Linked DNA regions of Mus musculus: regions 1 and 2 are each linked to region 3. The links are chromatin contacts, called in public HiCAR-type and promoter capture Hi-C maps. All regions are on one chromosome and are shown on one strand. The core of a region is the stretch at or near the end of the contact, and the rest is flanking DNA. Distances in the headings are between cores, read along the strand shown.

Region 1 (3,500 bases), core at 465-2,964, 1.8 Mb after region 3:
GATGACCAAGGCAACTCTTATAAGGACAACATTTAACTGGGGCTGGTTTACAGGTCCAGAGTTTCAGGACACTATCATCAAGGAGGGAGTATGGAAGCCTCCAGGCAGGCATAATGCAGATGGAGCTGAGAGTTCTACATCTTCATCTGAAGACTGCTAGCAGAATACTGGCTTCCAGGCAGCTAGGATGAGGGTCTTAAAGCCCACACCCACAGTGACACACTTACTCCAACAGGGGCCCATCTTCTAATAGTGGCACTCTCTGGGCTGAGCACATACAAACCATCACACCACCCCAGCTGCATGTATGTTATAGGCTATTCACCAGAAATTTTTTTAGTATCTCGCCTCACCAAGAACAGAGTGGTCCTCCTGTACAGTGGGGACCTTGGTTGATAATTTCCTTTTCATTCTAAAAAGCAGAGATTTGGGATTGAAGAGCAAGCAGGTGTGTGTGTGTGTGTGTGTGTGTGTGTGTGTGTGTGTGTGTGTATGTGTCAAGGTGGGTTTGTGGGGAGGGAGACTTAGACACACTGCCATAATTTCTCACGAGGCTGCTCTTCCTTAATCTATCTAAAACCTCAGCGTGGAGAGAGAGCACCTGGCAGTCTGTCTACAGTCCAGTTGGAAGGGAAGGTTATGGAGTGGCAGTCTCCTAGTCAGCGTGCCCTTTCGTTGAGATAATTCATCCCACCGCTGCTGGTAGAAACACAGGCAGTGTTTCTAGAAGTAACCCGTTCTCTGACTAACGTGGCAGAAAAGACAGCCAACTATCTTCCACTTTATTCCCCATATACAAGTGAGCCGCGGTTCTTTTGTTATGAATACTCATCATTGCCTAAATTTAGATAATTTTATTAAAAGCTCACTGTAAACTTTTTCTTTGTGCGTGCTGAGCATGGCTGGTACCTAAGACTTCCCACATGCTTGGCAAGTCTCTACCAGTCACTATGTGATGTCTTTTGATGAATAAACTTATCTTTTAGGGTGACGATTTTCTACATTGTTCGTGTTTATTAGTGCTTAGTTTTAAAATGTAGTCGAACCATTTTACATGCGACAACGGTTTAGGAAACAGTTTCAGTTACCATCTATGATAAAGTAACTTTCTATTCATGCAGAGGCTTATCCTAAAATAAATTTATTTAAGAATAAAAGTGAGAGGGCTGGTGAGATGGCTCAGTGGGTAAGAGCACCCGACTGCTCTTCCGAAGGTCAGGAGTTCAAATCCCAGCAACCACATGGTGGCTCACAACCATCAGTAATGAGATCTGACTCCCTCTTCTGGAGTGTCTGAGGACAGCTACAGTGTACTTACAATAAATAAATAAATCTTTAAAAAAAATTCATATACATAAAAAAGAATAAAAGTGCGTTAGTTAACTCAGTAAGAACGTAAATAGTTTTCGGTTACTACAAGCAATCACAGTTTGCCAAAACCTGTTTAGCCTCCCGAAGTGGGCTATCACCCGGCTACGGAAGCCGGGAAGGCGAAAGGCGAAAATGGCTGCTAAGTAACATCCCATGCTGCCCCCTAGAGGAGGTGTAGCGTGCGTGCACCGCGGCCCGACGTGTAGCCCTAGCCGTGGCGCGCCGGCGCAGGCGCAGTTGACGACGCCGTCTCCCTGGTGCTGCCATAGCGGAACAGGACTGCAGTGCGCAGGCGCAGTTGACGACGCTGCTCCCAGGCGCTGCCGTAGCGGAGCAGGGCTGCAGTGCGCAGGCGTAGGCGAGCGCGGAGGCGCGGTCACCATGGCGCTGTCGTAGCGGTGCAGGTGCCTGGGATCCAGCATGAGCGCGTCCGAGACGGACCGCTGGGCGTGGCTGCTGGTGTTGAGCTTCGTGTTCGGGTGTAACTTGCTGCGCATCCTCCTGCCGTCCCTGTCCTCGTTTGTAAGTAGCTGCCGGGGGCGGGGAGCGGCCGAGCGCGGGGCCTTGCGCGGTCCATGCTGCAAGCTCTCTTCCTCCAGGTGCCTCCGAGCTTCTCACAGATCGCGAGGTTGCAACCAGCTCTGGAGGGTGGGAGGTCCCAAGCCACGCTTCGCGACAGAGGAGCAGCCCCGGCCCAGCATCCTCACAGGTGCCTGGCTCCGGAGCGGCTGATCCCCGGCTACAGGGAGCCCCCTTCTGTTCTGTCCGTGGGAACAAGGAACACTACAGAGCAATCTAAACAGGCCATACCGTTCTTGCACATTCAGGTTTCTGTTTATGTATGGGGGGTGTTTTTCCTGCGTGTGTATCTGTGCACTGTGTGCTTTCATTGCCAGCAGAGTCCAGAAGAGAGCGCTGGATGCTCTGGAATTGGAGTTACAGACATTAGTTATCTGCCACGTGGGTCCTGGGAACAGAACCCAGGCCCTCTATAGTAGTATCCAGTGCTCTTATCCACTGAGCCATCTCCAGCCCCAACATACTTTCCATATTTTACTCATGCCTGTATAATGAAGTCTGCACACAGTTCTCCAAAGGACTGGATGCAGAAAGGTTTAGAAGGACTTTTCTGTGTACTGGAAGAGGGATTGGGGACTACTAACTGGGGATGGATGTCCCCACACTCAATGACCTGTCTGCAAAGTTCTCTTCATCTGTCCTGCTATCTGTAGCCTTTAAACCATTTAAAAAAAACTATTTGTTATGTGAGAGTTTCGCTTGCATGTATGTAAGTGCATCACACGTATGCAGTGCTTTTGAGTCCAGAAGGGGCATTGATTCCCTGACACTGGAGTCAAGGACTCCATGTGAGCCACTATGTGAGTGTGCTCTTGACCACTGAGCTATCTCTCCACCCTCTTAATCTGTAGCCATTAAAGATTTTATGTGTGTGTGTGTGTGTGTGTGTTCTGAGTGTATGTATATGCACCATGTGAACGAGGTTGCCTGAGGAGGCCAGAAGAGGCAGTCACATTCTCTGGAACTGACTTATAGATGGTGTGAGCAGCCACATGCATGCTGGGAACTGAACCTGGATCCTCTGAAAGAGCCACAAGTGTGCTTAACCCCCAACACATCTCTCTAACCTGTATCTATAGCCTTGGAAAACATGTTCTGTAATAAACCAGTGGGCAAGATTTTTGCTCTGAGTTTCGTGAGCTGGTCTAGCAAATTGGTGAAGCCTGAAGAGGGGTCAAGGGAACTCTGACTTGTAGCTGGGCTGTGTGATTTGTGAGTGAGACCCCCCCTCCCCATCTGTGGGATTTGACACTCTCTGCAGAATGGGGAATACCTAGCATGTGAACCCACACATTTGGGATCACTGCAGTCATCTGTGTTGTGGACGGTTGGTAGGAGAGACTGAACATGATACCTTCATCATCTGTCTTTCTGGAGAGGCATCTAGTCCTTCACCCCTGTAATCTTTTTGTTAGTTTCAGTGGTTAAAGTTGCTTGTGTGTTTGGCTAGCAATCCCTTGTGGTTATGTGTGTTCTCATTCTGCTTTCTTGTGTGTTTTATTTTTCCACCGTGTGTGTGTGTGTGTGTGTGTGTGTGTGTATGTGTGTAA
Region 2 (3,471 bases), core at 45-2,544, 1.6 Mb after region 3:
TTGTGTGTGTGTGTGTGTGTGTGTGTGTGTGTGTGAAAGAGGCTCAGTGGGACATGTGTAGTCACTGGATCTGCATACTCTACATTTTTTGTTAGAAATTAGCAGGTTTTAGCTTTTTTTTTTTTTTAAAGGTAGCTAATTTAATTTTCTGAGCAGAATACACACAGAAGTAAAAAGCATCAAGCGTACATTTCGCAGACAGAAACCCAGGCTCAGAAAGTCTGCTCCACTGTGCTTCAGATCTGTAAACCAGGGCTGACAGCTCTGGCCCAGGTGTCACGTCCATGGGAGGTCAACATTAACTCCACTACAATTTTAATATAATGAAAAGGCAGGTTGTATTGAAATAATGATAGGATAAAAAACCAAACATGACAAGGTGCCCTAATAAATAATAAGACCATCTACGCAGGTTGGTTCCCTACCCAAGCCATCAGCAGTGCATTTGAGTGGCTAGGAGTCTTGAGTATATTTTTCCTTTAATTAATCCATATTTTCTAAGGTGAGCTGACATGAATCATTTTACAACAGTTACTTTCTTAAAGTAAAACTAGAAGTATCCCATCACTGAAGGGAGAAGTTTCCTTCAGTTGCATGGCCCATGCCTGATGAATGAGCTCTCGTCTAGGCTCCTGTAGGCAAGCAACCCTAACAAAACTCACTGGGCCACCAAAACAAACAAGGAAGAGTCAGAAACGTAGTGGGTGGGGAAGAGGAGAGGGTCAGGAGGAGGAGGGAGTGGTAATGGAGGTCAAGATAAGCAGAATATGTTATATACATGCATCAGTGTGGCACCATGGAGCCCGTAATTATACATAACTAATAGATTCTAGTGAAACAGTTTAATCCCCTCATTGCACATAACCCCATGGACTCCCTAGAAAGTGCAAATTAGAAACCCAACACAGGTCGACAGTTCAGCCCCAGTGAAGGATCTGGTATTTGAAGTGTGGCCTTTGACCAAATACAGCAAACAAGATCTACAACTTTGCTTCTCTCCAACCGCAGGCCGGGGGCTGGCTGAGCGAGTCCCTGACCCTGCCACAGTTGCACAATGTAAACATTCAGACTGGGAAGCATGGGGGGCGGGGGTGAAGTGGGACAGGTGAAACAGGAGCCAGCTCTCTCAGTCCCTCTGTCCCTCATCCTCTCTCTCTCTCTCTCTCCGGAGTTCCTATGAGAAGACAGACATGTGTAGTGGTGAAACCAAAGGAAAGTGAAGCAGCCGTCTACCTGCCTGGTCTTCTGTGTAGCAACACGAGGTTTCTTCCCAGAATGGCCTGAATGTGTAGAGCAAACGGGAGGAGTTACGGAAGCCTGTGAGACTTTCTGAGAAAGCAAAACCTGCTCGTGCAGGCACAGACGTTGACGTTTGTGTTCCTTGAGGCTTTAAGTCCAGCACAGGTGCTGGGACCTCAGGGAGGCCTTCTCATAGCGTGCCAAGGAGAGAGACTGCGTGTAATGGTGTCTAACTCACAGCCCTTCCCCAAGGCTTGTCCATTAAGCCTTGGTCCCTACCACATGATGCTACTGGGAAGCTCCTGGTGCATAAGAAGTTAAGGCTCTGGGTGTGTCTTAAAGGAGAACGGGGACCCTGGCTCATTTTACCTCTCTCTCTTCCCAGCTGCCCTGAGGGATGCAATCCCTCCCATGTACACCTACCATGATACTTCCTGCAAACCACAGGACTCAAGCAACATGAACTACAAGCCTTTTATAGTTGATTGCTTGAGAAACTTTGTTATCCTGCCGAAAGCTGACCAACAGCAGGCACACTTAATATTCTTCTGTTGCTGTATTTGGCTGTGGCCAAAAACTCTTCAGGAAGGCAGGCCTTGTTTTAGCTCATGGCTCCAGAAGGACAGAATCCTCATGGCAGGGAAGGGCAGTCAGCAAGCGGGAAGATAGCTGGTTGCATTTTTCATCCATACAAAGGAAACAGAGAAAGGGGAACAGGAAGTGGGGTGAGAGACTATAAACCATCGAAGCCTGGCCCCAGTAACACACTTCCTCCAGAAGGCTCCCTCTCCTCCAGGTTCCATCATCTCCACAGGCAGCGGCTCCTGCAGGGGACTGAGTGTTCAGGCAATGAGCCTGTGGGAGACATGTCTTGTTCAGATCACCACAGTGTACAGGAGGGTGAAGTGGTGTGAGCCAAGGAGCTCTGTTCTGACAGCCCACTGTTGAAATAACCCACAGACTTCCTGGGGAGCATTAATCCATCACCGAGGGTGGAGCCCTCCCAGCAGAACCACCTCCTAAAGGTCACACGCTGTTGCCATGGCACCTAAATCCCTTTCTGAACATTGGGGCACTGGAGACCAGTGAGTACGACAGTGGCCTGACGGCGTCTTTGGCAAAGATGCTCTGTTTCTGTGTCCCGACATGAGCCACGGAAGCCACAAAACAGATCTGACAGATCTGCAGGAGGTGGGACCCACCTGACAGGTGCAGCAGGCTGCCTGCTTCTCCTCGCCACACCTGGCTCCTTCCCACTAACCATGAGGGAACTCTGGTGTCGTAGTTAGGGTTTACCGCTGTGAACAGACCCCACGACCAAGGCAACTCTTACAAGAACAACATTTAATTGGGGCTGGCTTACGGGTTCAGAGGTTCAGTCCAGTATCATCAAGGTGGGAGAAGAGCAGCATCCAGGCAGGCATAGGGCTCGAGGAGCTGAGAGTTCTACCTCTTGTTCTGAAGGCAAACAGAATACCACTTCCAGGCAACTAAGATGAGGGTCTCAAAGCTCACCCTCACAATGACACATCTACTCCAACAAGGCCACACACTTAGTAATAGTGCCATTCCCTGGGCCAAGCATATTCAAACCATCACATCGGGCATTCCCAAGGGATGCAGAACAGCTTGAGTGAAGGAAAGCATGTACCATGTTATTTTGACATACACACACAGACACACACATACATATATATATATATATACACACACATACATATATACACACAGAGAGACACACATATACAGACACACACAGACACACACATACATATATACACACACACAGACACACATATACAGACACACACATATACATATATACACACACAGAGACACACATATACAGACACACAGATACACATACAGACACACACATACATATATACACACACACAGACACACATATGCATATACATATACACACGCACATACATATATACACACACAGAGACACGCATATACAGACACAGACACACACATACACAGATACACATACAGACACACACCCTATCACTCACATGGAGCAGCATGGATATGTCCAGTCTGCAGCTGAGTACAACTTGATTATAGCCCAACATTAAATCCTAAACTGTTTAAAACATGATGGTTTTTCCCGTTGTTTTGTTTGTTTGTTTGTTTGGCTGGTTGGGGATTTTTGTAACTCAGTTTCATGATTCTTCAGGATGGACTTCATAGACGGACTTTGTAGACGACAATGTCGAATCGCGG
Region 3 (3,669 bases), core at 351-2,850:
TAAATTCAGTATTCCCATCTTTAAACTGAGGAAGCAAGGCAGCACCTACTTCACAGGTTCACTTCATGCAAAACACAAAGCTCTCAGGCCAAACAATGATTCCACGAAAGAGCCAGTAACTGTAGCTTCTTCATCCCACTACACTACAGCTAAGCTAGTACTTTTCACTTAAGAATTGGGAAGGATACCTCCACATAGACATTCTGATTTCTATCAAGGACCAGGTTGGATTGTGGGCATTCAATTTTCTACCACTTGATTGCCTCATATCTTCCAAACTATTTGAAGAGGGACTTTGGTTCTGTTTGTTGAGTTGGTCATATTAAGTTTGTTTTTGTTCTTTGTTTTTGTTTTGTTTTGTTTTGTAAGCCTCAGTGGCCTCATCTACAAAATGGAACATTGTGGGCATTAATGCAGATCCCAGACGTTAAGGGTACATTCTTACACCTGACTTCTCTGGCCCATTATCTTCACTCTTCAGCTACAGCATGCTATCCTGGAGCTATAAGCATCTCACTTCCAAACCTTCACAGGCCTTCACTCAGAGACTCTATCCATGGTCCTTCCTGACTTATTCTGATAGAACTGCCAGGGAGTGGCCTGGAGGTAGCTAACCCCAATTTCTAAACCTTCCAAGGCTCTTCCAGGGCACTCATCATGCTCTCTGAACTGTGGGTTTACTATGCTTCTCCACATGACTATGACCTCAAGGATTGGGGCCAGGTTTTATTCACATTAGCATCAAGCCTAGTGCTAAATAAATATTGGAGAGTTCATCTAGAACTGCATACATAAACTGAGCAAACAAACGGTACCCCTTTTAGGACTCGTGAAGAGACACAGGTAGAAAGAATCAACAGTTCATGTGTGTACGTTCTAAGGACAAACACATTATTTCCTGGTTCTCAATACCATTAAGGGCCTTGGCCATCCATCATTCCAGTACTTACTGAAGCCAAATTGTGAGCTTAGGAAAAGAACAAAGCCATAAATCGCTCTTTCTGGCAATGGCGACGGTGAATTTTCCACCATCTTCCCTGTGGCTTTAGACAATCTGTGGAAAAGGAACACAATCGTCGTCAGACATCTCCCCCCGCCCCCCTTCACCAATGGTCTGTTACATAATCTCATCGCTTGCTGCGGACACAGCCACTGCGGATGTTCGCGCGCGCGCGCCACTGCAGCTGAGGGGGCGGCGGGAGCGCGCGCTGCGGGGAAAATGCGCACCTCGGACCCTCTGAGGCGAGGAAGGGGCCCGGGCTGGACAGAGGCCCCGAGTCCTGCCCTCTCATGATGGGCCCTGTCCCAGCCTTCGTGAGGCTCAGAGGAAACAGGAGGCCCGGGACCTTGAGTCCTGCGAGCACCGACGCCCACCCGTCCCCACCCTTCAGCCCCACTCAGTCCAATGCGCAGGCGCGGCTCAGCTACCCCCGCAGCGTGGGCGGAAATTAAAAAAAAAAAAAAACCTGAGGAAAAGCAGAGGCTGGCAGGCGCCCCCGCCGCTTGGCGCAGGCGCACCGCGACCGCAGCGAGGGGGCTAGCACGGTCTCACCACCCACCCCACCGAGCTGAGGGGGCGACGCGGCGACTGCGCATGCGCACCCTAAGCCACGTGACCCGCCCGCCTCAGGAGCCGCGGAGCGTTCGCTCTGCGGGTCTGGTTGACGTGGAGGGCCGGAGGCGTCGGCAGCCCGCGTCTGAGGCTCGCGGGCTGCGGGCCCGGGTGAGTGCAGACCCTGCGCGCGGCGGGGCTCACGGAAGCGTCTGCGCGTCCCGCCGCAGCCGAGATGCCCGGGCATCGGGGCGCTCCACACCTCCCTCCGTGGGTGTGTGGTGAGTGTGGGTGTGCGCGTCGCCGCGCGTCTCGCCGAGCGCCCGCGCGCTGAGGGGGTGTGGCCGCCCTTGCCCTTGTGGGTGTGTTCCCTTTGTCCAGTGACCCTCGGGCGTCCTTAACGGTAGAAGGGGGGTCTTTTGTGTGCGCGTCGCCTGGCGTGCGGGTGACATCCCGGGTCAGGTACCCGTTCCCGCGTTCCGAGCGCTCGGGGACGCGCCTCTGGGTCTGCGGCTGGCCCGCTTTGTTCCTACGCTCTCCCTTCCCTACGACGGCGTGGGCGTCCTTCTCATCCTCTGAGGATGGTGGTTCCCCTCCCACCTTTGTCACTGCCTTCCCTGTGGTGTGCGCGCCCCCTCCTCAGCACCCGCGCGCGCCCGCCCACCCGCCGCTGCGGCAGGCTGCAGTGGCAGGCGCGCGCGTGCGTCCTCGAGGGTCCCCAAAGGTGCGCTGTGTAGGGGCCCTGTGGCGTGCGCGGGGTTGGAATTGCGGTGACGCGCGTGCGCGCTGCCCCTGGTCTGTGTGTGCGCGCCTCTCCCCCCCACCCCCACCCCCGTTTCTGGGAGGACCCGGGAGGGACGCAGAGCTGCCCCCCACCCCACCTCCCCACCTGCAGCCTTTTCCTACGCCTGCGCAGGGCTGCTGCTCCGCAGTGCTGGCGACGTCACTGAGGCCTGGGCTGCCATCTCCTATTGGGGAGGGGACAGACTAGGGGGGTGGGGGGACAAAGGACCAAAATGAAGCCGAGGGTGTGTCGGTACCACTGCACGGTACCTTTCTCAGAAGCTTGTAGTTTCCAGACGTCCTTCAGTTTGCAAATTCTTTCCACCGTTTGTGCTTGTGCCTCTCACCAGGCGATGGCTAACACTGGGTATTGCAGGGTGTTTATAGCAGCCTTTTAAAGCTCTGGACTCTGGCGAGGGATCAAGGGAACAGGGTTGAAATCATACAGGTTTTACTGCTCTCTCCGGGGCAGTTTTCTCACAACCACAGCTCTAGTTAGAACACGTTCTTTCAAGAAATGTGTATTTTATTTTAAGAAAAATGGGTTTGTTATACGGTAAAACTCTCCTAGGGATTCAATTGCCACTACTGTGCTTGTCAGGGGTTTGTGCTTTGCGCTCAAGGGCTGCGGATTGTCTTTCTCTCCTGCTCGGTTTTCTTATTGTTGCTTAATTTTCCTTTTTTCTCTTTTAATTTCTGGAATACTTAGAGATTAAACACAGGTAGATCTAACCAAATCAGGCCATTTTGTTTGTTATATATTTATTTTTTTGCCAAATTTACTTCAGATTCTCCAAAACAAACAAAAACAAAAACAAACAAAAAAAAGCTTAAACATTTTTGGAGATGCTGAGAGTTTGAGCCCCTCCTTACCTAGAGATAGCCACTGTGTTCAGGTTTGTGTGTATCATTTCCATGCATAACTTATAATTTGGTAATGGTGAATATATAAACAATACATAGTATTTGTTTTTAACCAAAGTGATATAAAATTGTGACTTTTTGCAACTTGCTTTTTCACTCAGCATCACGTTTTGAGATTTATATATGAATAAATCGAATAATTGTACTTTCTTTGAATTATTATAAATGTTGGTATAGCACTGCATTGTACTCATTTTGATGGACTTTGGAATTGTTTATAGTCTTTACTCTTTAAAACGGTCCTGCAATAAATATCTCTGTACCTGTTTGCTGTGCACACTTTTGGAGTTTCTCTAGGACATACCCTTAAGCATAATTTTGCTGGGTAGTAGAATATATACATCTTCCACTTAACCAGATATGATAGAAACGTTCAAAGTGGTTGTACCAGTTTTAATGGTCACTGATAT

The links. Promoter capture Hi-C pulls out the DNA fragments that hold promoters and counts their contacts. HiCAR-type assays count read pairs that join an accessible place to other places.
Region 1: a HiCAR-type map of astrocytes shows a contact between it and region 3, with 5 times the contacts expected there. The contact joins the promoter of Get1 here to the promoter of Ttc3 in region 3. A contact is called at or near these places in 2 of 39 promoter capture datasets (the 3T3-L1 cell line and pre-B cells) and 1 of 115 datasets of contacts at active chromatin or transcription factors (astrocytes).
Region 2: a contact with region 3 is called in a promoter capture Hi-C map of embryonic stem cells, with 2.5 times the contacts expected there. The contact joins the promoter of 1600002D24Rik here to the promoter of Ttc3 in region 3. A contact is called at or near these places in 2 of 39 promoter capture datasets (embryonic stem cells and liver).

The regions. Positions count from the first base shown.
Region 1 is chr16:96,143,686-96,147,185 of GRCm38.p6, forward strand. Get1 (guided entry of tail-anchored proteins factor 1) reads left to right here and starts at 1,715. Exons shown (of 5, transcript NM_207301.3): 1 at 1,715-1,893. The coding sequence starts at 1,792.
Region 2 is chr16:95,927,783-95,931,253 of GRCm38.p6, forward strand. It overlaps 1600002D24Rik (RIKEN cDNA 1600002D24 gene), which reads right to left and starts at 1,295. Exons shown (of 4, transcript NR_040484.1): 1 at 1,234-1,295. Gm41508 (a long non-coding RNA gene) reads left to right here. Exons shown (of 3, transcript XR_876299.1): 2 at 3,425-3,471.
Region 3 is chr16:94,369,139-94,372,807 of GRCm38.p6, forward strand. Ttc3 (tetratricopeptide repeat domain 3) reads left to right here and starts at 1,601. Exons shown (of 46, transcript NM_009441.2): 1 at 1,601-1,723. Pigp (phosphatidylinositol glycan anchor biosynthesis, class P) reads right to left here and starts at 1,412. Exons shown (of 5, transcript NM_001159618.1): 1 at 1,228-1,412; 2 at 951-1,054. The coding sequence starts at 1,292.